6 separate regions of the Mus musculus genome follow, and all the other regions are linked to region 1. Evidence: chromatin contacts called from public promoter capture Hi-C data. All regions are on one chromosome and are shown on one strand. Each heading gives the region's core, a stretch centred on a gene start, on an enhancer-like site or on the middle of the called end of the contact. The rest is flanking DNA. Distances are from core to core; before and after follow the strand shown.

Region 1 (4,468 bases), core at 373-2,872:
GAGTCTTGATCCCCAGCATCTACATAAAAAGCCAGGCTTATGGTGCACACCTGTAATTCCAGCAACGGGAAGGGAGAGACAGGTCAGTCTTTGGAGTTCACTGGCCAGGCAGTCTAGCTGAACTGGTGAGCTTCAGGTTCAGTGTCAGACCCTGTCTCAAAAAAGGGAGGGGGGAGGACAGTAATTAAGGAAGACATCTAAGTTGATTAGCACAAATTATTTTTTAAAGTGTGTGTGTTGAGGGAGGGGGTCTGAAGATGAGGCTCAGTTCGTGGAGCACTTACCTAACATGCACAGGGCACTGAGTTTGCACCCTCCTCAAGCCCACCCCCCTCTATGCACACCTCATAAAGCCAGTGTGGTCAGAAAGAGGCCAGCCAGGGCTACAAGAGACTGTATTTCAAAAGAGAATGTGGGCAGTCTGTGTTTGGCCACAGGGTACTGTTTGAAAGCACCCTTTGTAGAGCAATGCTATCTCATATAAAGATTTCAAGCCACAAAGATATTTTTTAAATGTGTGATAGTATGTTAAAATTTGTTGGAATTAATTCTAGTTTTACTTAGCTAAAATATTTTTCCTTTAAAATGCAGTGGCAGAGTTCATACCCAGGGCCTTAGGCAGATTAAAGTATGTGCTCTACTACTGAGCTACACCTAAGCTTCGCCCCAATACTGTCCTTTCAAAATCTGATAAAAGGGTATTTTAATTCCTTTTTGTGTTAATTCTCAAAAACAAAAGTCTGCTGTGCTTTACACTCGAACACACTCCAATCCAGATCAGACACATTTCATGGCAGTTGTAGTTCATATATGAGTGTACATTTTACCATTTACCAGTGTGTGTATGAGTATGTATATGTGTGTGTGTGTACAATGTGTGTGCACATACAAAACCTTTTATAGTGACAGCAAGAGTCGGCCCTACCATGTGTTGCCTGAATGCATGCAGACGCCTGGGAATATGCAATTATAGGAAGGGCATACACACATCTGCACTAAAATCGTCCAAACGTGAAGAAAAAGCACAGGAAAGTTACTGTGAAATTTTCCAGAGGCTTAGGGAACAGACCAGCAGTCTTTAAATCTCTCTCAACATCCAGGAGGGGAAAAAAAGAGAAATTTTCTAGCTCCAGGCTAAACTTATCGGTCAAGCTTCAAGGCCCTGGCTCAGAAGGGAATGGACGGGCCATGGGGGGCTGGGGGGCTAGGACACGAGACGCTGGCGGGGCGTTGTTTTTAGGCAGCCACGTTAGGATCCCGGGGGAAGGGACAGGGAGAGGAACCGGCCCGCCCAGAGAGATTCCTGTGGGTGGGGTTGACTACTAAACAAAGCCTGCAGAAATCCACCCCGGGGGACGGCCCTGAGGCCGTACAGCCATGGCGGCGCGCCTTCCGGCCCGCTCCAATGACAGCACCTAAAGGGAGGAGGAAATCAACCTTCGAGCAGCCTGGGCACGGGGAGCACCAGAGCGCCCCTGCGAGCCGGGATTGCCTTCCACTGGACCCGGGAGTTAGCCCTTCCGCGGGGGCCGAGGTAACGGAAATGGCGGAACGCCGCCATCGGAGATGCTCGGTCACTGCCCTAGCGGCCGCAGCACCGCCCGCCCAGAAGCGCAGGCGCCGCCCTCCAGTGGGCGGTGCCGCCTCCTCCTGGAGGGAACTTCCGTTTCTTGGGGCCGGACGACAGAGCCTGCACCAGTCCTAAGGTTCCGGCGAGCCAACGTGGGCGTGGGATTGGACGCTAAGGTGCTTTGGACTTGGCGCCTGCGCAGAGCGGCCGCGGGCCTCGCAGAGTGGTCCCTTGAGAGAGGAGCTAAGGCCCGAAGTGAAACTAACCCGGCTGCTGCGTTTCAGTGGCAACGTTTGTTGATGCGCTTACTCTTTTTAGTTTCCGTCAAACCAGTAAAACAGATGGGACAAAAATAAAAACAGGCTGGCTGTGGTGATGGACCCCAGTAGGCAAAGGCTGAAGACTAAAGTACAGAGACCGGAGGATCCCGAGTTCGAGGACAGCCTGGGGCAAAACTAAACAGGCTGGACCCGGTACTCGCCTTCCTAAATAAATAAAAATAAACAAATGTAAAACCCTCCATAAGAACAATCAAATAAAATATAAATGGCTAACAGTGATGGTCTGTAATAATAAATGGTTGGGTTTTTTTTTTTAAATCAATATAAAAATGGCTAAACCTGGTGGCATATAATACTAGCGCTCCAGAGGCAGAGATGGGAGAAGGTCCATAAGTTTCTGACCAGCTAGGGTTACATAGTAAGACTCTCTCAACTAACAAACCAGGCAGCAAAAAGGCAAGCCATAATTACTGTCATGCCTAACAGTAATTAGTCCAACAAGCATATAACATGCATCACAAGAATGAAAGGAAGTAGTAACCATTCAGTAATTAGTTACAAGAAACCTGAGTGTATGTGTGAACATGGTCTGCCTTCAAGGATTAAAACCACAGTGATAATTGAACTAGAAAATGTGGCAGACTCCTTTGACCTCCAATGCCAAAACAATTCAGGAAAAGATTTAAGGAAGCAACCCCTCAGTGTTGTGTACTGGATCTGTTCATAGCAGGGATACAGCAGGGTGATCTGGTCATGAATGTAAGAGATTTTACCTCAGCAGAGGGAGGACAAGGAACTCACACTGATCAGGATAAGGGATGCCTGATTATTTTTCTGTTTTGAACGGTTAGTATTAGGGTATGATTACAAAGCAATCTTGGTTTGGGTTTGGTTTGGTTTAAACACAAGATTCTCACACTGTAGTCTAGCCTGGTCTACAACTATGTAGTCCAGGCTGTCCTCAAACTAGGATAATCTTCTTGCTCTCCAAGTGCTGATACTATGGGTGTGTATCACTAGGCCCAGTCTAGAAGTTTTTGGTTTTTTTTTGTTTTTTTTTTTTTTTGTTTTTTGCTATGGTTTATCACTCTGAAAGTAACACCATTTGGTGTTGAAGTTCTCGGAAATAATTGATTTACAAAACTGCAAGGTCTTGCTTGTCAACTTGACACACCTGGAAAGAAGGAGTCTCAATTGAAAAATTGTACACATCTGTGTGGCATTTTTCTCTATTTCTAATTAATGTAGGCGGGCTCAGCCCTCTGTGGGAAGGCCATATTATCCTTAGTACTTAGGCCTGGGCTGTATACAAAAGGGTAGTTGATGTGTACTTGGGAGCAAGGCAGTAAGTAGCATTCCTCCATGGTTCCTGCTTCCAGTTCCTGCCCTGAGTTCCTTCAATTATGGACTGTAGCCTGTCAGATGAAATAAATCCTTTCCTCCCTGAGTTGTATTTGACCACTGTGTTTATCCCAGCAACAGAAACCAAGCTAGGCTCTAACCCAATGGGATTTTGGCTGCAGATCTGACAGTAGGGGTGTAGGTGTAAGTGGGTGGTACAGAGTGGAGAACTGGAGCAGATGCTGAGCGAGATTGTGTAGTGAGAATGAGAAGCTCTGAGTAAATGATAAGTATCAGGACTCTGCTACAGCTGGCCTCTGAAGATGTGCGCACACAAGGCCTAGAAGAGCCCGGCTTGAATTACAAAGAATCTTTGCTTAGTACAAAAAAAAAAAAAAAAAAAAAACCCGATAATTTTTGATAGCTTACTTTTAGTAGAATTCATTTGAGCAAAGACTGATATTTGTGAATTAGGCAGTGCTGCCCAGGACCAGAGAAGAAAAACCGAGAGCATTCTCAAGGCAATATTGGTCGCATGGAAAGAAAGCACAATCACGAAGAAATGGCTTGGCTAGATGCTGCTCCAAATGGGGCTCTGGGTACACAGTCTGCTCACTTGGAATACTGTGATTGGCTAAGACTTAGCTGTTATGCTTGCCCATTGGAGTTGCACTTTCTTTACATCCAAGATTAGGCTGCAGTTCACTGTGTAGGAACTCCAAGTATACTGGCAGTCAGTAGTCTCCTATTTAATGTCATATGCCTTAGTGGTCTCTCTCTCTCTCTCTCTCTCTCTCTTTCTTTCTTTCTTTCTTTCTTTCTTTCTTTCTTTCTTCCTGGTCCTCTGTTACTTTTAGGTTCATTTTCTGAGTTACTCTGGCCACCTTCAGGAATATGCAAATACCAATATACAGCACTCAGCTGAGTGGAGAGTGCTCACTTAGGGTGCGCTAGGCCTTGAGTTCAGTCCTGACCCCCTGGGAGCATAGGGGAGCATGGTGGGGGGGGTAAATGAAGGGCTTTGAAACATCATTGTCCTTAAGCAGTCACCTAGCGGGACTAAATCCTTGGTGAGATTTGTAATGCACAATTCTTGAAATATATAATATTTTTCACAAGGGATTGAAGAGCTGGCTCAGTGTTAAGGGCACTTGTTTCTCTTTCCGAGGATCTGGGCTTTGACTCTCAGCACCCATAGGGTGGCTCACAACTGTGTGAAACTCAGGGATTGATGTCCCCTTCTACCCTCTGTTGGCCATAGGCATGTCCATGGTAT
Region 2 (4,509 bases), core at 996-3,495, 2.6 Mb before region 1:
GACAGCTGATATTACAATAAAATGAGTTTAAGTGTTTCAGTTAGTACTGACCTCTCTTCCTCTAACAACCTTTCTTCTTCTAGTCGTTTTTCTTCAGCAAGAGGATCTTCTTCCTCCTCTTTCTGTGCCAATTCTGTAGAAATTCAAATACTTTATTAAGTAAAGTCTCACAATCCTTGGTCAGTTATTCATGCAAAAAAGATAAATATTTAACCTTTATAATTATGGTAAAAACCTAAACTTAAGGCATAGTGGGAAAGCTTTTAATCCCAGCACTCAGAAGGCAGAAGCAAATGGATCTCTGAGTTCAGGCCAGCTTGGTCTACACAGTAAATTCCAGCCAAGGCTATATAGATCCTACCTCAAAAAAAAAATCTTAAAAAGAATAGTAGTTATAAGCTTCCACATGTGTGCTGGGCCTTGAACTCTGACTCTGGTCCCCCTGCCCCTCTCTCCTGAGTGCTGGGGTAAAGGCGTATAGCACCAGAGTGCTGGCTAAGCGGGCGTTCTTAAGCATTCCTCTAACCGCACTTCTTTTTAATCAATGCTTCCATCATGATACTCATGGCATGGCTGTACAACGAGTTCAGAATCAAACAAGAAAAGGAGAGGGGGAAGAGAGGGAAAGAGAGCCTGCAAATATTTAATGATTTTACAAAGTTATAGAAGTACTCATGAATATTTAAGTGTTCTATTTTTTTTCAACTCTGTGTACACTGGAAGACTTTTCAAAAATAAATAAATAAAAATCTGGCAAAATAGTTTTAATGGAAGAAAAGTTTATACCTTCTATTCAAAGTTTAAATTTGAAGGGGGAAAAAAAGAATGCCAGTTGAGACAAGTGGGAGGGGATAACTGACATGAGCTTAGGAAATTGTAGCAGATTAGCTTCAGACTTAAAGCAGGAGGGTTTTGTCATCAGTAACACAACAGCTTACTGTTCCTTTTTGTTTTCATCCTTGATGTTGGAGCCTGCCTCTCCTGAACTAGTTCTCAAGTACTGTTCCACAGTCTCCGGTGGTAAGGCTGGCCATCACCTTAACCTAGCACTGCTGTGGGAGCTCAACCCTCTTGCCTGCATTTGTAAGTGCTTGGTCATCTTATAAACATCTAATTTTATGAATCTACTAAATGTATAGCTCTACCACTTAGAATATCGGGTTCTGTCACGTGCGGGCCATTTTTAAGTGGTGTGGTGGCTAGCTGCAGAGATGAGCTGGGCAGGAAATCGAGGGAAGCAGCTGCATGGGCTGGGGGTGTAGCTCACTTGGCAGAGTGGTTTGCCTAGCACGCACGAACCGATCAACTTGCAAAGTGCCATGGTCGCCGAAACTCTGTCACCCCGACACTTCGAAGGCAGAGGCAGGAGGATCAGAAGTTTAAGAGTCGTCCTCATTTACGTGGCGGATGTAAGGGCAGCCTAGCCTGTCTGAGGCCGCGTGGGAGGGCGGAGCAGGAAGAGAGGGAGCAATTCCACATCCAGAGCAACAACTACCTGCCTCTCTGAGCCGAGCGAGCGCCTGCCGTCGCCTCTTACGTCTCTCCTTCTTCCGGAGGGCCAAGTACTTCTTACGGCTGGAAGATTGAAAAAACGCGCGCGCGCGCGCGCACGCGCACACACAGAGTGAGCATCCGCACACCCGGCTCTGCACCCTCAGGCCAGGGGCCAGCCTAGGACAGCGCTCGGAGGCAAAGGAAGAAGGCAGGCTAGCCCGCGCCGGTCGCCCCGTCCGTCCCCCGCCCCTCCTTCCGCTCCCCCCCTGCGCCCCGCCCCCCATCTCCTCGGGCGGCCCGGGACAGCCCCGGAGATAGTCGTCCCCGCCCCAGTCGCCTCGCCTCGTCATTTCCTATACCTCAGTTTCTGCGGCCCCGCCGTAGCGTCCGCCGTAGCCCCCGCCGTTTCCATACTGCTGTCGCTGTGTTCTCCCACGGCAAGGTCTCAGCGGAAGCAGCCACCCAGGTCCTCGGTCGCCCACTCCGCGCGGCCACCAACCGGTACCTGCCCAAGACGGAAGGAGACGGCTTTCTTCCCGCAGCTGGTCAGCCAGGCGCCGCGGCCTGAGAAAACAGACCCTCAAAGAGGCCGCCGCAGCCACCGCGGCAGACCTGAGTTTTCCTCCCTCGGCCAGTCAGCCAGGCATCGCGGGCTGAGAAAATGTCTCCTCACCGAAGCCGCCCCCCGGAGATCTTCCACCCCCGGAAACTCGTGCCCCAGCTCCTCGGGGCCTCGCGGGGGCCTTAGCACCGCCCCTTGCCCAGAATTCAAGGCGTTAAGGCCTAGCTCCGCCCCCTCCCATCTAAATTCCAAGGCGACGCCTCTAGGTCCCGCCTCTCTCCGCGGCTCCACCCATGAGCGCCCCAGACGAAGTTTAAGAATCCGCTTCCTCTTTGCAAAACCTGCTGGCTCTGGTTCCAAAGGAATCAGGTTTGTGACCCTTGTTCTTAATCCTGAGAAGCAGAGAGGGACCGGAGTTAAGTGCAGGGGAACGGGATCTGTTCGGCTGGCTCTGGAGTTGTGCTTGGAGAAAGAGGAAAAAAAAAACAAGCCGAAAGCGTCTGGAGGTGAAACTGACTGGAATGTGCTGGGAAGCAGGGAATTTTGTTACTGGAACAAAAGTGCAAGGCAAGGGTATCTAGAGATTGGCTGCTGCTACCCCATGCCTTTGTGCAAAGGGGAGGAGGGCTGGAGAAGAGAGCTCAGCTGTAACTGTAATGAGAGCTTTACTACTATTTCATAAGATACAAGTTTGGTTCCCAGCACCCACCAGACAGTTCACAACCATCTGTAACTCCAGTTTCAGGGGATCCTGTGCTGCAAACACGCAATGGACATACATAAAATAAATCTTTAAAAACATTTACATATGCAACGAGAAAATGTCCCTCTTCTTAATCCTCGGCTGGCTTTTGCAGCCTGCCTCTAGGATCTTGGTTCCCTGTGTTTGTTGAGGAGTCTCCTTCTACTCCCTGCCTCTGGGGAACGCAGACCCCCAGGCTGCTGCTGCGGAGGTTGAGCTGGACAACTATAGCAGTCTCCAGGAGTGTTTTTTTTTAATGGGGAAATTTTACGTTGCAATGTAAAGGATTAAATTAGCAGGACAAGGTAGTTCACACCTAATCCAATACTCTTAGAACTTAAGAAACTAAGGCAAGAGGATCAGGGGTTCAAGGTCAACCTTGGCTATTTAGAGAGTTCAAGGCCAACTTGAGCTACCTGACACTTCCATTAAAAAAGAATTGGTGGCTCAGGCCTTTAATTCCAGCACTTGGGAGGCAGAGGCAGGTGGATTTCTGAGTTCGAGACTAGCCTTGTCTACAGAGTGAGTTCCAGGACAGCCAGGGATATACAGAGAAACCCTGTCTCGAAAAACAAACAAAAATAAAATAAATAAGAAAGACAAGAAAAAGGTAATACTGTATCACAATCATCTAGGTGAGGTGTGATGTGGAACTAGAGAGGAAAATAAAAATAGGGCTGGCAGATGATTAAGCAGGTAAAGATGCTGAGGATCTAAACTCGATCCCCAAGGACCTATATAGCAGGAGAGAACAGACTCCCACACATTGTCCTCTTTGGCATGCATTCCCACATTAAATAAATAAATATAAAAACAACAAGTGGGCAAGAGACAAGAAGGCAAGAGTAAGAGGCAAGAGAGTGAGGAGGTGGCAAGCAGCCCCTTTTATAGTGGACCAGGCCTACCTGGCTGTTGCCAGGTAACTGTGGGGAGGAGCATACCTGACTGTTGGCAGGTAACTATGCAGGTGGAGTTTAGACAGAATGCTAACACTTTGCTCTTTCTGCTCTCAAGGGCATCAGTGGACATCTCCTTCACCTTCTGCGGCAACTTCCCCCGCAGTGCTTATCAGAAGCCTTACCTGGGGCCACAAGTTTCTTGTTTTGTCACAATTGATGAACTCTTAGTTCCTGGATTTTGTTGAGTTTGTTGTTGTCATTGTTGTTGTTGTTACTTTGTTGTTTGTCTTGTCTTGTCTTGTCTTGTCTTGTCTTATTAGAGTGTCTCTGTAGCTCTGACTGTCCTGAAGCTTGCTTTATAGACCAGGCTAACCTTGAACTCAGGGATCCTCCTGCCTCTAGCTCCTGAGTGCTGGGGTTAAAAGTAAGCGCCACCAGGACTGGCTTAGTCCCTCTTCTTAATCCTGGCTTTTGCAGCCTGCCTCTAGGATCTTGGTTCCCTGTGTTTGTTGAGGAGTCTCCTTCTGCTCCCTGCCTCTGGGGAACGCAGACCCCCAGGCTGCTGCTGCGGAGGTTGAGCTGGCTACCCATTCACCCTGCTCCCAGCCAATGCTTTGCCTCGGGTTTTTTAATGTGTAGGGTGCTTTGCCTGCATACCCAGTTCCTGTAGAGCTCAGAAGAGGGTGCTAGATCTCCAGGAAGTGGAATTACAGATCATAAACTGCCCCCTGGGTGCAGGGAATCCAACCCAAGTCCTATGGAAGAACAGCTAGTGTTCTTAATGGCTGGGCCATCTCTTAAGCTGTTTCCCA
Region 3 (4,419 bases), core at 964-3,463, 2.2 Mb before region 1:
CAATATATAGGTGATTTTCAGGTCAAATGTCCTCCTAGACTTGAGGAAACAATTAGCACAGGTTGTCCAGAGAGCATGACATAGAAAGCAAGAGCCAAAAAGTGAAGTGAAAGTGAAGTAAGGCAAGTTCTAGACAGGCACAGGAAATTAACAAGAGACAGGTGTGTATGTGTGTTCATCCCTCCGCACCGCCACACAAGTGGCTGGGGCTGAGAACGTTCAAAGACATCAAAGAACTTTCTCCCAAGCCAGTGAGAAGCCACTGAGGGCTCCAGGCATTTGCTTTCTATTTGCCTGCCACTTGAAAAATGGTTTGGCCAGTGCTGAATCTGAAGGCAGGAGGAGTGGGTGGTGATTGGGGAAGATGGATAGAGGCCTTCAAAATGGGAAGGTTTGGATGCGCTGAACTCTCTGAATCCACAGGCTTTTGTGTTGAAAGAGTGTGAAGGCAAAGCTTGCAGTCCAAGCCCCAGCACCTGGTTGAACGTTGGACTGGTTGAGGAAATACAAGACAGTTTATTTATATGGTCTGTAATGTGCCAGCCAGGGTGTTCATACTTCTGTTTTATGTGGAAACTATTTCAGAAATAATTACAGATGGGAAGTACCAATACCTTATTAGTCCACAGCAGTTTGAAGTTTGCATGCATAATCTGTTAGTCTTGAATTGCTGAAGGTAGGCAGAGTCAGTTTGAACCCCACTGATATGAAAAGCTCAGGGAAAAGAGTTAAAAAACAGAATTTATTGTGAATGCGTTTTAATATAGATTTGGGTATCGGCATTAAGGAAGACAGATAGCCATTTCAAGAAAAGACTATATACACCCAAGTGTGGCCATGAATTGAGGCAGGGAGGGGAGAGTGCAACTTTATGAATTTGCATGTCATCCTTGTACAAAGGCCATGATATTTTCCTCTCTACTGTTCCCATTTTTAGTGTGTTCTGCCCAATTGAGCACCAAGGAAAAGTCTTTGTTCTTCCACTTCCCCATTCTTCTACAGCAGAAATCTGTAGTCTGAAAGGTAAGAATGCCTTTTCACATCTTGAGGTTGAAGAGCTTGGGGATCTAGCTCAGTTGGTAGATTGCTTGCCTAGAATACACAAAGCCCCGGGTTCAGTCTCCAGCACCATGTAAAACTGGGCACGCTGGTGAATGCTTCACTGTAACCCTAACACTTGGGAACTGTGGGAAGGAAAGTCAGAAGTTCAAGGTTATCCTAGGCTCTCTAGGGAGGTAAGACCAGCCGGGGATATGGGGAACCATGCCCCCCAAAAACCAGCTGAAATATAAAGTCAAAAGAAGACTTTCATGACAGCTGAGAATTGTACGAATTCAAAACATAATCTTATGAATTCTAATTTCATTATCCAAAATCAAATTTTTATTAAAACACAGCCACCACACTCAGCAGGCGTTGTCTCTGGCTGTTTCTGGCTACAAAAGCAAATGGGAGCAGTCTCCACGGAAGACCCACAGAGCTGGAAAGTAAAAAGACATTTACTGTTTATTCCTTTTCAGTTTCCCAGGCTCGTAGTTTTGTTTTTGTTTTGTTTTTTTTAAAGAGGCATCACTTTCACTCTTTTTCCAAGAAAAGACAATGAACTTCCGGGTATCTAAAGAACATTGCGTATGGTAGCCTGTCTTCTGATTAAAAGTCCTAGGAAAACTAGATTGCTTCCTGGCTGTGGACAAACCCTCACCTCCTGAGGCTAACTCTCTAAGGCCTGCTCTTGAAGCCCAACAAAACTCAAGCCCTTCTATGATTCCCTATTAGAGTGTGCCTTCTCTTTCAGCAGGAACAGAGATTCTTTGGTTCTTACATCTGCTCTGCCTCTGCCCCATTCTCATTGGCAAACAGCAAGAAGCGTATTTATTTATGAGAGATAACTGTGTAGTACCTATGCGGAGACATGCTCATTTCATTCTCATTACAGCCTTACAGTCTTGGTCCTGTCAGCTTTACCACGCTCATTTCACTGGGGATAATGCATAGAGAGGCTGAGTCACTCCCCCAAACGGGACAAGTGGTTAGAAAACATTCTTGCTCATACGAAGCGTTGGGTGACAAGATGACTTGAGTGAGGACAGGTTTTCCAAGAGATTCTAAGGGGCTGCAGAGCACTTGAGTGTCCCATACATTCCTGGGAGGCGGGCAGCGCGCCCCCAAGAGGCCGGGGTGCGCATCACTCTTTGGACCGACTTTCAAAAGGCAGATCCAGAGAGCCATGGGGCGGAGTCAGAGAATCCAAACCCAGGGTAAATAAAGGGTGTGTCCCCCGGTCCAAGGCCCCTGAGACCTAGAGACTCCCGCCTTCTGGAGGCCCGCAACAAAGCGCTGAGTCACGCTGACTGACGGCTGGCGCTCCGCAAACCTGTCCTCCCTTTGCTGTGTCCCTGCCGCTGTGGAGTCTAGGCACCTCCGACTGTGGCCTCCCTCCTGGGCCTGCGCTACTGCCCAGTGAGTGGCCTGGGGAACTCAGCCCTCGTGAGAGTGGTGTGTGTATGTGTGTGTGTGTGTGTTGGGGGTGGGAGGAATGCTCCGACCAGTTTTCATGATGCTGTCTTTCCCAGCTCACTACTGGGGCTCGGAGGGGAGCTGAGGGAGGGAAATGCTTAAATAGCCACCACGATTTGAGATGATAGCTTGGTTTTTCTCTTGGCAACACACTGCAATTAGTTAACTGCTTTATCCTTGTTCCTGTGTATAGGGCCTAAATGTGGGAGTCTGGAAGAAGCCAGAAAAATTAGGTGGAGGCAAAACTACTTACTAGTCGCTTATGTGTGGATGATTACGGGGCTGGACTCAGAAGTTCATTTCTGTCTCCCACATTTCATGGCCCAATAGATGCATGTTGTTTGCCTGCTAGAGAGGATCCGTTTTAGGATCTGCCTTCACAAACTGAAGGGTGCTTCTATGTTGAGTCCCTATAAAGAACAGCAGCTCACTTTCTTACAGCCCTATTTACATCCTTTGAGGCAGACGCTTCTTAATCCCATTGTATAGATGGAAAAGCTGAGACACACAGCATCCCAAATGAAAGCAGCCTGGAATGTGGCAAAACTGAGATGTAAATCTGAGGTGTCCAGTTCCAGAATCTGCCTGTTATTAAAGTGCTTCTCTTAGTTTAAGGAATCTTTGAAGGATTGGTTAGAGTTCATATGGTGATCAGATCTGGGGCTTGGAATTACTTGTCTGCAAACACCTGAAGTTAGAAGTGTGTGTGTGTGTGTGTGTGGGGGGGGGTGATTGTATTTGTTGTGTGATATTTCCTTGGTTAGGACTTAGACTTCAATCAATAATGGAACACTTTTGAATAATAAATGTAGTATATGTGTTGTTCCTGAATCATCGGTTCCATTGCCTGGGGTACTTCATAAATGGTTTGTCTGTGCTTTAGAGGACTTTATTAAGAAGTTCAAAGATTTCTTGCCTAAAAAATTACCTGCACAAGATCTACATAAAATTAAGTCAGCCAGTAAGAATACCAACACAGATGGGAGAAGGTTCCACGAAGTACCACCCCTAACTGAGGAACTTGGGCAGTTGGAGGCTGCTGGGGTAGGAAGTGTCAGTTCTCTTTAAGGAACTGACCCCTATTAGGATGCCCATGCTTCAGTAGATGACCCAACACCCATTCGTATAAGAATGGGCATCACTTAGTCTCAGTAGGCTATGGAAAATACAAGATTACATTGGGAGTGAGATGTGGAGCAGGGGTCTGAAAGGAGTTGGAAGGGGAACAAAGGGTTGCTATGATTAAAAAAACCCGCATTGTAAACATGCTTAATATTATTAAGAGATGAATTTTTAAAAATGGCCACGGACTTTAGAGATAGATGAGTATTTGAATTCAGTGGCCCTTGCAGATTTCCTTCCATGCCAGCATCATCATATTCTGGTGAGAGTCACATACCCCTAGTGTTTTCCATTTGCTTCCAGTATCACCAAAAGAGCTCCCACTTCCATCTTCCACCGCATGTCGTGGGGTAGCCATTGAAGGGTGTGTGCACGGTGTGAGGAGGTCAAGTATGCCTGCCACTGAAGGGAAGCGTAGAAAATGTTCTTTAGATATCCCTGCTGAGTTCTTCCAAAGAGTTGCTATTGTGAACTTTTGGACAAGATGACTGCAGGATTCTAAGAGGTAACTGCTAATAATAGGGTTCTAGGTACCTCGTAAATACTAATACATGCACACCATAGCTGTGTTTCTAAAAATCACCTAATCTAGGCCATGATCATAGTCAGTATTCAGTAAATTGCCACTATAAAGATTTGGAGCAAGTCTAATGTTAATATCCTTAGTTTATAATCTGTAGATATTTCCTCCATTGTGATTTCTTTTGTTGTTTATTGTCTTTCTTCTTTCTTTCCATCTTCTACAGCTCAACATCAGAACTTTCTTTATAAACTTCAAAA
Region 4 (4,536 bases), core at 1,785-4,284, 2.2 Mb after region 1:
AGCTGGCTGCGTTCAATGTCCCCAGAGCACTTAGAGGAGCTGACAATTGGGGAAACTCATGGAAACAAAGCTAACCTTGTGGGAGTACTCATAGCACATGTATTTTATTGCAGAGTATACTGAAAGTGGAAGAAGAAACTTTCATACCATCCTAAAGTCAATAAAAGTCTTAAATGAGAGCCTCTGGACGGGATGAGTTTGTTTCCCTGTCTAGAATTGCAATGACTCTTTCTCTCAGTCCTAAGATACGGGAGGATGACATGAAGATGGAGTCAATGGAGGAAAAGGAAAGTCAAAACACTCACAGTTTTCGTCATTTTTAGATTTTTCTTTAACTGGCACGCTTTTTAAGACAGAGTCGACACCAGGCAACCTACAGCGCCTCTTCTTTTTTCCTGTACCTCTCCTGAAAATGACAAACAAATCAAAATAAAACTTCAAACAGGGACTTGGCATCCACAGAGGACATAATAAGCAATAATTCTTAAATACGTAGAAGATTAAACTTTAAAAACATAATGGTGTCACCGGGTGGTGGTGGCACCTTTAATCCCAGCACTCGGGAAGCAGAGGCAGGTGGATTTCTGAATTTGAGGCCAGCCTGGTCTACAAAGTGAGTTCCAGGACAGCCAGAGATACACAGAGAAACCCTGTCTCGAAAACAAAACAAAACAAAGCAAAAAACAAAACAAAACAAAAAAAACAAACAAACAAAACAAAAACAAAAACAAAAAAACAAACCATAATGGTGATTCCCCACTACCAAGTGGAAAACAGTTATTCTGAAAATGTCTGTGATTCTTTAGAGTACTTTAGAAATGCTTCGTTTATTTTAAATATGTAAGATTGCTGAAATCTGTCATATTACTTTTATATCATTAAAAAAAAAAATCCAAACCAGGAAAAAAAAAAGCCACACTAAATATAGCACTTCCATTAAAGTTTTTGTATACTTACAGGCGAGCTATTGCTTTTTTGGCCAATTTGCGCTGTAATCTCCGGTTTTCATCTGTATCGTGTAGCACATGTTCTTCAGCTGCCCATCTATCCCAACTGGTTGAAAAAGAAGAGGATGTAAACGTCAGTATTTTGAAACAAATGAAACGGATGCTAAAAAGCATCATGAAGAAGTGCCCCAGACTTGCTGACATTTTAGAAAGCTATAAAAAAAAACTTCAAAACCACCAAGAGGTTACCAATAAAGCACAAAGGGAACTCAGCTACAGCAACCAAGATTTCTAGAGATTACTCATAGATCATCCAAACATAACAGACTTTAAAGTAATCATGCCTCAGACCAGGCAAGCTTTCCAAACAAAGCAGAAGCAGGAAATTAAACTTTTCTACAAGTGTTTCTAAAACTTAAAGTTACAAAATTATCTTGCTACAAAGGCGATTAAGTCTAACTGTAACAAGTTCACTGACCTTCTGTTCCAACCATTAAAATGTATCAGATATTCTGGAATCTTTCTGCCCTTTTCGTCTTTCCCGATAATAACATCGATGATCTGAAACCAGGAAATACTACTCACGCGTGGCACAGCAAACCGAAAATTACTATAAGTTTGGTAAAAAGAACTAGATCACAGTCCCTTCTTAAAGAAATAAGAAAGTACTCATCCCTCCCCCCTTTAGATCGAGAGCTGGGTCGTAACATTCTTCAACATTTTTTTTCCTCTTCTGCCCGAGTGGTTGCCTCAAAATAGGAAACATCCGTCCAACCAACCCAGGATTGGTCTCTTGAGTTTGAGACCGGGTGAAACTTCTGAAGTCATTGGTCGGTAGATTTGTCATTAGCGAAGGGCCCAGACTAGAGAGAACAGCCCTGAGACCTCTGGGAGTTGTAGTCACCTGGGCCTTGCCTTGTCCAGTGTCTTGCCTAGCTAGCCAGAGACTTCCACAACCCTTCCCCTCCCCTTAATAGCCATGCATTCCCTAAGGTGATAGCTGGTACAAATGAAACGTATATCCTTCCATCTCCTAGCGATAGAGCAAGCTGGAGGGATAGCAATAGGAGGTAAACAGAGTTAAGGGTTTCAGGAAGAACCAAAGATACATAATCCAGCACAGACCTTGGGGTGTTCCACTGGACAGCACTGCTGAAACATGGCTAAAAACACACCTGGTGCTGCTCCGAGTTGTCTCTGCCACCAAGGACTTCACCTTGGTGGCTGGAAACACCGATGCTCGCCCCGACCCCCAGCGCGCTGAATTTTTACCTTCTTTGGGCTCTGGAGCACTTAGGTGCCCAGTCCTCCACTTAAAAACTGACAACCGCAAGATATAGCTCAGCCTGGGCTGACCAAGCTGGATACAGGCGAGATGCGATTCTTTCCTAGCTCTGTTCGCCTCCCACCAATCCTTTAGAAAGCAACAGAGCAACCTTGAGCCCCTCCCTTCCCCCCCAGCAGGACTACAATCCTAAATTTGACCAGGGTTCGGGACTGACAGCTGGGAATAATTGAGGACCAGGTTGAAGATGTGGGTGGGGAAACTGGTCAAGGTGTCCTCTACTGAGCCCATGTGGCGAGAAGCCGCGTGGGACAAGGACAGATTCGTTACAAAAGCAGAGGCCTCAGGCGACAGTCCTCCTACACCGGTCGCCGGGATTGGCGCCCAGCGCTCAAACCGCCACCCTGGCCTAGCAACCGCGCGTAAGCGACGCGACACGGCCGGAAGCGGAAGCATCACGGGTCCTTTCTAGTTAGGGAAGTCGCGCGCCCAGCACGTCTCGCCAGCGTCCCCTGTAGTCCCGGGCCGCTCCACGCAGGCCAAGGCGCGCCCTGGTGGCTGTCCAGGACTCCAGGCCACTTGTCCTCCGCTGGCCCCTTTGCCTCCCATCCCTCGAACCCAGTCCCGCATCTCCTCCCTGTTCCCCCCGCGGCGGCACCTTGGCATCGTACAGCACTCGCGCCTTGGTAGGGTCAGGCTCGAAGCACAGCACTTTCTCCCCAGAGTGGAATTGAAATTTCATGCCCTCGCTCGCGCTCATTTGCTCATCGTGGCGGAGGGCGAGGCTCCGGGGCGGGCAGAGTGCGCGCGGTGGGGGAGGACGGCCGGGGAGGCGGCGCTCCGCCACCGGGGGGGCCCGGGAGTGGTGGAGGCTACGACCGCCCCGCCCTCGGCCCCTCCTCCGGCCACCCCGCGCCACTGCGAGGACCTTGGCAGTGGCGATGGAAGCGCGCGGCCCCGCCAGGGCTTGTCCCCGCCCGTCCCCTCTGGGGCTCAGAGAGGGGTGCGGACGGGGAGCAAGATCCCTCGACCGAGGTCTTCCAGCAGACCGTTCCCTCTGGTCCCCATGGGTTAGGATTCCCGCGGTTTCCAGGCTGCGCCCACGTGTGTGCCGAGCTGTCACCCCGGGCGTGCGCTCTCTGGCCGGAGTGTGGGGATCTCTTAGGGAGAGGATTGCTCTAGGGTAGTCACCAGGCGCCGAGGAGGCTGGATGGCGTCTGCCCCCAGGAGCTGCCTGGCCGCGCGCGCGCGCGTCAGCCCCCTCGGCGGAGCTGCGCGCAGATGAGTGTGGCCACGCGAGAAGGACGCGGTGTTGGAGCTGGCCGGAGAAGGGCAGTGGCCTTGAGCGAGGGGAGGAGACATTCCGGGCAGTTAATAGAACACTGGGTCATCCTTCCGAGAGGACCAGCAGGTAGGGCCTGGAGGCCCCAGTGAGCAGCGGACAGCAAAGCTTATGGGTCCTGAAAGGGTCGTTAACACCTTACGTGTCAGCTTGCAGCACTCCTGAATTGCTCCCCCATGGTCTATCTTTAGTGGCTCAAAACCTCCTGAAGAGTGGAAGCACCATTGAGACTGCTGTTAACAGAGTGCCTGCAAAGATCGGGCGTTCATAAATACTCCCTGAATGACCGACCAGAAGACAGGAGACTTGAAGGGCAGAGCTTCAGTGACAGAGAGGGCAGTGCTGGCCTGTTTCTTCTTGAGTGCAAAGCCACTAGGCAGTGTGATTACTAGATCAAGACCTGGCTGGAAAGTTGAGCAGATGGGCTGGGAGGTTTTTAGTGAACTGTCAGATTTCCCACAGCCACTCACTCTGTTCTTGCTTCCAGAAATTTGCGTCTCCCCACCCCCACCTCCCTTCACCTGGTACAAGGTCCAAATCTCTCACACCTCCACTTGGGCACTTCCAAGAGAAAGGTCCCGCAGGAGCCTAGAGGAACCAACCATGTATCTGTCCAGTATTCCCTCCCAGAACTCGACTTACCCTTTTATTACCATTTTCTTGCTCTGCTGGAGAATGGGTTGTTCATTTGCAAGATGGCCCCACTAAGAGGGTAAACTGCTTGAACCTGGGGGTTGGGGGTGTCTAATCCAGTGTGTCATTGTATACTCACAGCACACAATAAATATTTAATGGATGAATGATCACAGATTTATGAAATCAAATCCATAAAACTCAATGGCCAACTGGATATAACTGAGGGAAGGGAAGGAGGCATCTTGGGAGTCCTCCAGGTTTTCTAGAATTAAGAGCTGAGTGAGGAATAGCTCCACTGGCCAGATAGGGCAAAGAGGAGGGCAGGT
Region 5 (4,392 bases), core at 207-2,706, 2.1 Mb before region 1:
GGAAGGATGGGTTCACCTTTAATCTGGGCCGTGCCTCCCGCGGGCAGCCTATATAAAGGAAAGGAAGGAAGGAAGGAAGGAAGCTTGTTATTTGCTTGCTTGTTCTTGCTCTTCCTAGCAAGTCCATTCCTTTGCTGTCATTAGAGCCTGTCTTCAGAATTCTGGAAAATATTGAAGACCAGCCAAGATAACCAATCTCAGGGACTGAACAACTACTCAGTTCTTGCACCTTCCACTGGTAGATCAGCATTGTTGGGCTAACTGGACCACAGCCTGTAAGGCATTTTAATAAATCCTCTTTTTAATATATGGAGAGATTTATTCTGTAAGTCTGTTCCTCTAGAGACCCCTGACTAATACACTTGGACTTGCAGCAGATTTTACATATGTGGAGAAGCTACATACAAACAAGAATGAAAGACAAAACTTGTTAGTGAGGGAGACTGAGAACAAATCAGTTTTACTTGTATTGGCCGGCTGATAAGAGGACACTGCCCAGCTAAGGAAGAGACGGATTCATGGGCTCTGCTAACCTTCCCTGCAAGCTAGGATTGGTAGTCCATGCTGTTAGCACAAGTCCCTTGTCACGAATAGGGCACATCCTCCAGAAGGAGCTGCCATCTTCACTGAAGCCTCAAACAGGAAACGAATGCTGAGGGGCCTTGTCCCAGATGTCACCTGAGGACCTGTCACCAGCATCACCTCAGCACTTCAGTCACATTCAAACTTTCATTGGGAGAGTCATGCAAGGTAGTCCTTGTCCTCAATATTAGCTTAAATGGGTTTTTTGTTTGTTTGTTTGTTTTTGACCAGTCATAGATTAAATTTGGCCTTGATCCTTTGTAAACCTCCACATGAAAAGCAAACAAAATACCACCAGGAACAGTATTTTCTATGATTGACACAGAATATTACCACTTTTTTGCATGAATACAAAGAAATATCTTTGCGACTGTAGCAATGTAGAAGTTCCCTTTACTTTCCCAACCCTGTACAGTACCCAAAATGAGGGTTTAGAAGGAAAAAGGAAATGAGAATAGGCTAAGAATTCCTTAATGTTTTCTTGTTTGAGTCCTCTATGCATACATCTGATAGGTTTTATTGCAATCCAATGTAGGTGATAAATAGTATTTAAAAAATTATTACTTATGTGTATGGGTATTTTGACTCCATGTATATATGTGTACTATATGCATGCCTGGTACCTACAGAGGCCAGAAGAGAGTATTGGATCCCCTGAAACTAGAGTTGCAGTTTAGCTGCCATGTACTTGAAGTCACGTCCACTTCTCTCCAGACCGGCACCGAGTGTTTCTTAGTAGAAGGAAGTTGTTAAACATTGTCATAAATGTCAACACACCCAGTCACCACGTCAGAGTTAGATTAGACAGAGTTCGTGGTAACAGGAGCACTGTGTGCTAGGAGGTTTAAAATAGATGTCATATGATGCTAATTCTAACTCAGTAAAAATTTGCAGCCGTAGGAACCTGTGCCGAGAAGAAGCCAAAATGGAAGATGCTCCTGCTTTCTATGGCTTTAAAAACATTTTTCTTACAATGTTTGCAACGTTTTTTTTCTTCAAGCTTTTAATTAAAGTTTTCTTGGCTCTCCTAACCCATTTCTATATCGTCAAAGGAAACAGAAAAGAGGCAGCTAGGATAGCAGAGGAGATCTATGGTGGACTGTCAGGTAAAAAAGATTTGAATTTCTTCCCAGCACCTTCACAAATTCCTTTAAAATGCATAGTGAATAGTGTTTCTAGAAGGTAAGCTTTCCTTGTACTTGTGTGCTGAATGCGTAGTTTTAAAATGTGCCTTTCACTTAAAGTAGCAAATATGTCGACTGCACCAAGTTGTGAAGGATCTTCGAATTTATTTCCTTGGAAGTGGGTGGCTCTAGTCACAATTATTTAAGAGGTAAACAGAATAGTGGGTTTTAAAGGCTATCCTGAGAGACTTCCTACTAACCCAGAGCCCTCATAGAGCATTACTTCTCTTTGATATTTTCAGTCCATCTAACAAGAAAGAACATTGTAATAAGACTGAATTTCCTTGGGGAATTCCATGACCAATTAATTTGATTGAGAAGCACTGTGCCATGCTGTATGTATGTATATTGTGATGTCTTTTGCGAATGGAATTGATTGGCCGTTTATTACAGGAAAAAAAAGTCACTAGACCCATTTATACATCAGTGGCACCACAGACAGCAGTAAAAAATGAAGGTTAGCATCACAATATGAAACTGCTAAGATTTTGGTAAAACATAAAACATCTTAAAGTCCCATACTTTGTAGAGGGCAGTCTACATCCCTTTATGCTAGAATTGCCCCTTCATGGAGGAAGCAGACAGCATTGAGGAGGAGGAGGATTCTAAAATTGTTCAAAGTTGCTCCATGTATTTTTAGTGTTCACAGGGGTTCCTGGATTGAATCATGCTTTAGTTGGTATCTGTTTCAATTTGCATCCAGGATTCTCTTTCAAAATAGACCTGCTTCCTGATTTCAATGCACTAGACAACTCGGAAAAACACGAGACATTAGTGATCTCACATTGAGAAACAAGAACTCTAAACACGAGGCAACAGAAAATGCTTCAACTAGCTGGTGAAGAAGGTGTCAGAAGGCCTGGACCATGGAAAGAGATTTCTTTTGGGGATTATATATGTCACACATTTCAGGGAGGTATGTAATTTTGGTGGAAAGACATTAATGCCTTTTTTTTTTTAAGTTTCAAATGAAGCATGATCTAGAAAGGTAATTTTGACATCAGTTTGGATGGGGGCTTCCTAACATTTGATGTTCTGTTAGATCATGATCCTTGTGCTTTCAATTAGGTAAAATTTAATAGGGACAGTGCTGATGGACTGTAAAAGGTTTTCTGTAGTTGTTCCTGTACGTGACTCCTGTCTTCATGTATGTCCTTACTGAAGCCTGGATGCTGAGTACTCAGAACCTGGGTAATCTTGCTTTGGATTTGAATCTGGAGCCAAACTTCAAACCCCCTTAAGAGATTCATTCACCCTCTAGCCTAGACATTTTGTTCAAGCTCCTGAACTGTGTCCATTTTCAGAAACTGTTAAACACAGATGGACAGCTGGTGGTGAGACTGGTGCATATAAACCTTGTTTATTTGTTTAATATATATGTATATATGTATGTATATATGTTTGCCTATATATATGTGTGTTCTCATACCTCTCACATGTATGAGAATACACTCAGATTTGGTATGTCTTTCTGTAATAAACAAGCAGTAACATACCAGAAACAGGACCCCCTTTTTTTTTTGCATGATTATAAGTTATTTTTCTTTTGACATTGTTCATAGTTACATATTTAAGGCAGCAGCAACATTCTGTGAGCCAGAAGTAGTGGTGCACACTTTTAATTGCAGTACTCAGGAGGCAGAGGCAGGTGGATCTCTGTGAGTTCAAGGCCAGCCTGGTCTATATAAATGAGTTCCAGGATAGCCATGACTGCCTAGTGAGACTCTGTCTCAAACAAAACAAGACTAAATAAATAAATAAATAAATTTTTTTGTGATGGTGTTATTCTCAAACCAGAAATCATCTTTGCCGTTTGTCAGACAAAGATTTCTCTGGAAGTATGTGGTGTTTACTCAGTAAGTTAGTGAATTGACTTAGAAACTCTCTCATCTCAAGGCAGAGTTGCTTGGTTCTTCTAGTATACAAACATATTTGGACCAAATGAAAACACAAATAGAAAGGAAAAATTGCTTAACCTGAATCCTGGCCAGGTTTGCTGCCACAAAATTGAGTGAGGATTTAGAAGTTGGGACATTTTTACACTTGCAGATACGAGCTTGTGAGATAATAGAATCTTCTTTTTAAAAGAAAACAAAAAGGAACCATTTTAAGGGAAGGCTAAAACCTTAGTTCATTTTCCAAGTTTCATTTGTGTTTTTCCAAAGGGACTGGTCCGGGACAGCCTGACTCAGTTCAGTATTCTTGCCTTTGATCGGGTTTTCGTCCCAGCACCTACCTAGCTAGCCTTTTGCCTTATTTATTTCCCTCTTTACTTCATGAAACCTTGGCCTAACTGTCCTCTGAGTCGTTAATATCTCAGGTGCCAAGCAAGGACAACGAGTTCCTGGCAGAGGTTCTGCCTCCACAAGTCACCTGTAGCTCAGCCCTTCTACCTCTAATGGGCTCAAAGGAGTCTTAACACAGGTCATTGACTGCACTTCATCGTCTGATCAGAACTGCGTGCCCTGGTGAATAGTCATTTAGCTTCATTATTTTATAACATTTTGGATATCTCAGAATTTTTATTGCCATAGGTTTTCTTCCCAGTGAACTCCTCTGTCTTAAAATCTCATTAATTCTAAGTTCTTACCACTATTTTGATTCAGCAATGAGGTTCATGACTTTT
Region 6 (4,313 bases), core at 82-2,581, 2.1 Mb before region 1:
AGGAACCTTCAGTAGACAGTGAGACTCAATCCTGTTTATCTAAGTCTGGTCTGAATGATAACATATAATTGTATATAGTCCTAGCCACAAAACACAAATGCTAACTAGTTCCGTATGACTGAACAGTGTGAAAATGGGCTATTGATGCCCAGCTATGCCTAGATTTTGTTTTAACTGAGGAGCTATAGGAATACATAACAATTATAGTGATAGAGGAACATGTCATCACCCAGAACTTTGTGAATGTCTCTTTCTGCCCTAGGTCCATTTGTGATGAATACCAATGAGGAAATTTCTCAGGCCATTCTTGATTTCAGAAATGCAAAAAATGGTTTTGAGGGGGCCAGAACCTGGAAGTCAAAGATTGGAAACTAATGAAGAGCTGAGACGCTGCCACTTGGATGGACTGGCCATTCGGTATATTAAATTTCCAAGGCTAGTTTAGCTGGTGCTTCTGAAGCCACATTAAGCTGGGCTTAGTGATGCAGAGTCCTTTAATCCCAGCACTCTAGGAGTCAGAGACATTGGGTATCTCCGATTTCCAAGCCCATCTGTCTTGAAAATGGAAAAATAAAAAATAGAATTCCACATTAAAAAGATGTTTTTTTGTAATGAATCTTCAGAATGCATTATATTCATGTTTGAAATTGTCAAAGAATATGTTTAATTTAAAAAGGAAAACTACAAACAATAAAAAAATGGCAGTAACATATGTAAAATATTTCCTGATACATGCAAATAATTTTACTTGTTGCTTTTAAAAAATCAATGTTCTTCATTTGGTAGAAATTATTAAGCACCTATAAAAATTAATTGCTATTTACATGTGCTTTTTTATATGGGAGTAGATAGATGCCTTTTTATTCTCTGCCCTTTGGGGTTTCTTGAAGCATGTTTTTTGTTGCTGCTGCTTTCTGTGCTGCTGACAGCAGATATCTGAGCATCTAAAGTCCCTCTACTGAAGCCCATCTGCCATCCTGGCCATCAGAACTGTGTTCTGGGTTTCATGTTACAGGCAACGTGCTTAAAAAAAAAAACACAGCAGTCCTGCCCATGTGAGTCAGCTTTTAAAACTGCCCTGCTCTTGCTAGGAACACAGCAGGATTCCAGCCAAGACTTCCCAGCGTTTTCTGCCAAACTCTGTCAGATTTAAGACATATGCTCCTGCAAGCTCTCTTGAAGGTTGTGAAAAAGTTTGAATCCATAGTTGGGTTTTAGCCTGCTGTAACTGCAAGTGTTTGTGGTCATACCACCTCCTTATAAAGCAGCTAGAACCTTGAGCGTAGGGTGGGGTTTTTTTTTTTATCTTCAACTTTCTGGATAAGAAATGTCTGTAGAGTGATTTCTAGTTTCAAGTGGAAGATATGACCACCTCCTGATTATTTTTGCAGCGGGAAACTTTGAAATATTTTTCATTGCTTTCTCCCATACTAAGATTGTGTGTGAGGCAGTGAGGGAGTCCCTTGACTTACTCAAGTCATTTCATTGGATTTTAATTACAACTGATCATGTGATTGTTTTTTTCCATGTAAAGTTTGGGGCTTCAAACTTTGCTTCTGGAGAATGCCTTTTGCAACACTTTTCAGTAGCTGCCTGGAAACAACTGCTTAGTCATCGGTAGACATTTAAAATATTCAAAATGTATGGAGAATGGGGAATGGGGAATATCCTCATGATGTTCCATGTGTACTTGGTGCAGGGCTTCAGGAGCGAACATGGACCAGTGAAGGTAGGTGAGCTTGAATATTTCTCTTTATTGGCTTTCACAGAAAAAGTCCTTTGCCCTCGCTGGTTTTGAAGCAGTCTAAAAGCCCTGCCTATTCTTAGCCTGTGTGTATTAATGCTTTACTTTGGGGGCTTAATAAGTTTCTTACCATGAATGTTTGAAAGTGTGTGTGTGTGTGTGTGTGTGTGTGTGTGTGTGTGTGTGTGTTTGGAATGGGGACAGAACATGAGCATTCTGGAAATCTTTGACACGGAACCAGTTTGCTCCCAGTTGTGCTTGCAGATGGCACAGTGGTTTTCTGTTGAAGCTGTGATTTGCCTCTGTGACACACACAATTTTGTGGGCCCTTGGTTTGTAGGTTTTTGTGAGCAGCCAGGTTGAGTAATTTCTTCTGTAAATTGAAAATCACAGTGGTTTTTGTGTGTGTGTGTGTGTGTGTGTGTGTGTGTGTGTGTGGATGTTTTCTGTCTGGTTTTGCTTATTACCAATTACCAATTGCTACCATTCAGGAAAGACAAGTTTTCTTGGGGTTTGTTTTTGTTTTCCTGTTTCTGCTTTAGAGAAATGTGTCTAAGATAAAGTAGTCAGCAGATCTTTGGTTCTATGAGCAGGCATCAAGGACAGCCCAAGACATTGAGAACCATGCAAAAAGGATGAACAATGGGATTACTGACTGCTAGAATAACATTTTCGTTTCATATTTTGTATCTTTCAAGCCTTTTTATTTTTGAAAAGGACCCGGATGCAATTGTTTTGACTGGAGTGCTACTAAATCATGACTGATTTAGAAATCTCTGGCTATGAGCAGATAGAAATCAGATGTGGGCTTGAGTTTTATGGCTTGAATTTTCCATACGGGGGAGCATATCGCCCCCCAGAGGGGAAAATTAGTTCATGACGATGTGAACTCTTTGACATGGGAACCATCATATGCATAGAGTCCATAAACAGGTAGTAACTCTGCATCCAGGTTTCATAGGTCAAGACTAACTGCTCCATTTACAGTTTTCACCCTGTCAACTATACTCAAAAGTGGATTTCCTTTCCCCTGCAGCCTGACATGGAGGTCCAATATCAAGGCTGGTGGCAGTCAGGTAGAGCTGAGAAGTGTCCTTTCTGCCATGTGCATTTTGGACTCACAAAGCTTGAAAGAGTCAGGCTGCTACATCGAAGACTTTCTAACCCAGCATAGTACATAATACTGTTCGACAGTTCACTTACTACCAGCCTTCAACCCTATGCCCCAGTGAAGTCATCCCTCTTCAGAATTTTTACTCTTTTATAGACACAGCTACCAGAATCCTCTCTGTGTCCTGGATATAGTGAAGTTTTAAGTTTACTGTTTCTACTTAAATTTCTTGAATGGGGCAGTGAGAAAGAGCGACTGGATTTTTATGTGACAGAAAACATGCCCTAACAGATGGCAAATGTGCAACATGTGTTTACTAACATGCCTTTCAATGTTTCTCTTACATGTCCTTATATTTTCCCTTGAAAAAGAGGGAAGCTACATCTAGTGAGTTTACAGCTACCGGGCCCCCAGCTAAATTAGATTGTTTCTTATATGAAGTGCTGCCTGTAATTAAAGTTTGGGGACACACATTACTGGGTGGTGAAGCATAATAAAATACATAATTTTGATTTATATATTCTCTTCTCCCCACACACCTTTTTTAAGTGTAAAAATCAATTTATTATACAGCAATCACACAGAATGCTTCTCATCTAGGAGGAAAATGGCTTCTGCCTCCCTTTCCACCCGACTCACGATACTGTGTTCTTCAGATGCCATACTTTCAAAGGAAAATAAAAAGGCCTCAATTTCCAAAGAAGCAACCTCTACTAACATTTTTAAGTGACACAGGAATGTTTGGAAAGGACTAGAAAAGAATGATCTGTAACATACAAAATGCTATTCTGCCCATTTTGGTAAAAATAAAATTAATCCTCTGATGTGGGAAGTCAGGAACTTATCTACCAATATGTATAAATATAATTGTGATGGGTTGACATTTTCTATGCTAAATTCATTCAGCAAATATTCCATTTTATTTTAAAAGTTGGAGAAAATTAAGGTTTTGTTTGTTTGTTTGGTTGGTTGGTTTGGTTTTGGTTTTGGTTTTGGTTTTGGTTTTGGTTTTTCGAGACAGGGTTTCTCTGTATAGCCCTGGCTGACCTGGAACTCACTCTGTAGACCAGGCTGGCCTCGAACTCAGAAATCTGCCTGCCACTGCCTCCCAAGTGCTGGGATTAAAGGCTTTGTATAGTATCCGAGTACTTTTGTTCTCATGAATAAAAGGGAATTCACTTGGGAAAACAGTTTTTTTTTTTAATCAGATTTTAGAGACAAGTTTTTTATTCTTCTATTTTAGAAAATTCACACTGAGATGGCCTTTCTCAGTGCAGATTTCTTAGAAAATTCACACTGAGATGCCCTTTCTCAGTGCAGATTTCCTAGCTCTGCATGGTTTGTCAGGCCTTGGGTGGTTTGAGGCTTAGTGCTGCACTGAGCCTTTGCAAACACACCCCTTTTAAAATGAAAACAAAACCAATGAAATCTATTTCTTAACAGTGATGTCCTTCTTAT

Evidence for each region. Promoter capture Hi-C pulls out the DNA fragments that hold promoters and counts their contacts.
Region 2: a promoter capture Hi-C map of erythroid cells shows a contact between it and region 1, with 2.1 times the contacts expected there. The contact joins the promoter of Zrsr2 here to the promoter of Tceanc in region 1. A contact is called at or near these places in 2 of 39 promoter capture datasets (erythroid cells and liver) and 1 of 115 datasets of contacts at active chromatin or transcription factors (astrocytes).
Region 3: a contact with region 1 is called in a promoter capture Hi-C map of liver, with 2.8 times the contacts expected there. The contact joins the promoter of Pir here to the promoter of Tceanc in region 1.
Region 4: a promoter capture Hi-C map of erythroid cells shows a contact between it and region 1, with 40 times the contacts expected there. The contact joins the promoter of Msl3 here to the promoter of Tceanc in region 1. A contact is called at or near these places in 2 of 39 promoter capture datasets (erythroid cells and pre-B cells), 1 of 115 datasets of contacts at active chromatin or transcription factors (astrocytes) and 2 of 9 other capture datasets (adipose tissue and liver).
Region 5: a contact with region 1 is called in a promoter capture Hi-C map of hippocampal neurons, with 5 times the contacts expected there. The contact joins the promoter of Asb11 here to the promoter of Tceanc in region 1. A contact is called at or near these places in 4 of 39 promoter capture datasets (the 3T3-L1 cell line, HPC-7-derived erythroid cells, cranial neural crest and 1 more).
Region 6: a contact with region 1 is called in a promoter capture Hi-C map of hippocampal neurons, with 5 times the contacts expected there. The contact joins the promoter of Vegfd here to the promoter of Tceanc in region 1. A contact is called at or near these places in 1 of 39 promoter capture datasets (hippocampal neurons) and 1 of 115 datasets of contacts at active chromatin or transcription factors (embryonic stem cells).

Annotation. Positions count from the first base shown.
Region 1 is chrX:166,508,856-166,513,323 of GRCm38.p6, forward strand. It overlaps Tceanc (transcription elongation factor A (SII) N-terminal and central domain containing), which reads right to left and starts at 1,623. Exons shown (of 5, transcript NM_001007577.2): 1 at 1,438-1,623; 2 at 51-151.
Region 2 is chrX:163,956,421-163,960,929 of GRCm38.p6, forward strand. Zrsr2 (zinc finger (CCCH type), RNA binding motif and serine/arginine rich 2) reads right to left here and starts at 2,246. Exons shown (of 11, transcript NM_009453.3): 1 at 1,854-2,246; 2 at 1,496-1,575; 3 at 52-133. The coding sequence starts at 1,906. It overlaps Gm38561 (a long non-coding RNA gene), which reads left to right and starts at 2,321. Exons shown (of 4, transcript XR_878297.3): 1 at 2,321-2,425.
Region 3 is chrX:164,267,218-164,271,636 of GRCm38.p6, forward strand. It overlaps Pir (pirin), which reads left to right and starts at 2,214. Exons shown (of 10, transcript NM_027153.3): 1 at 2,214-2,460; 2 at 4,386-4,419. The coding sequence starts at 4,419.
Region 4 is chrX:168,670,838-168,675,373 of GRCm38.p6, forward strand. It overlaps Msl3 (MSL complex subunit 3), which reads right to left and starts at 3,035. Exons shown (of 13, transcript NM_001370791.1): 1 at 2,891-3,035; 2 at 1,426-1,508; 3 at 958-1,053; 4 at 306-406. The coding sequence starts at 2,992.
Region 5 is chrX:164,435,538-164,439,929 of GRCm38.p6, forward strand. It overlaps Asb11 (ankyrin repeat and SOCS box-containing 11), which reads left to right and starts at 1,457. Exons shown (of 7, transcript NM_001313737.1): 1 at 1,457-1,688. The coding sequence starts at 1,508.
Region 6 is chrX:164,372,191-164,376,503 of GRCm38.p6, forward strand. Vegfd (vascular endothelial growth factor D) reads left to right here and starts at 1,332. Exons shown (of 7, transcript NM_010216.2): 1 at 1,332-1,729. The coding sequence starts at 1,640. It overlaps Pir (pirin), which reads left to right. Exons shown (of 10, transcript NM_027153.3): 10 at 263-823. The coding sequence ends at 375.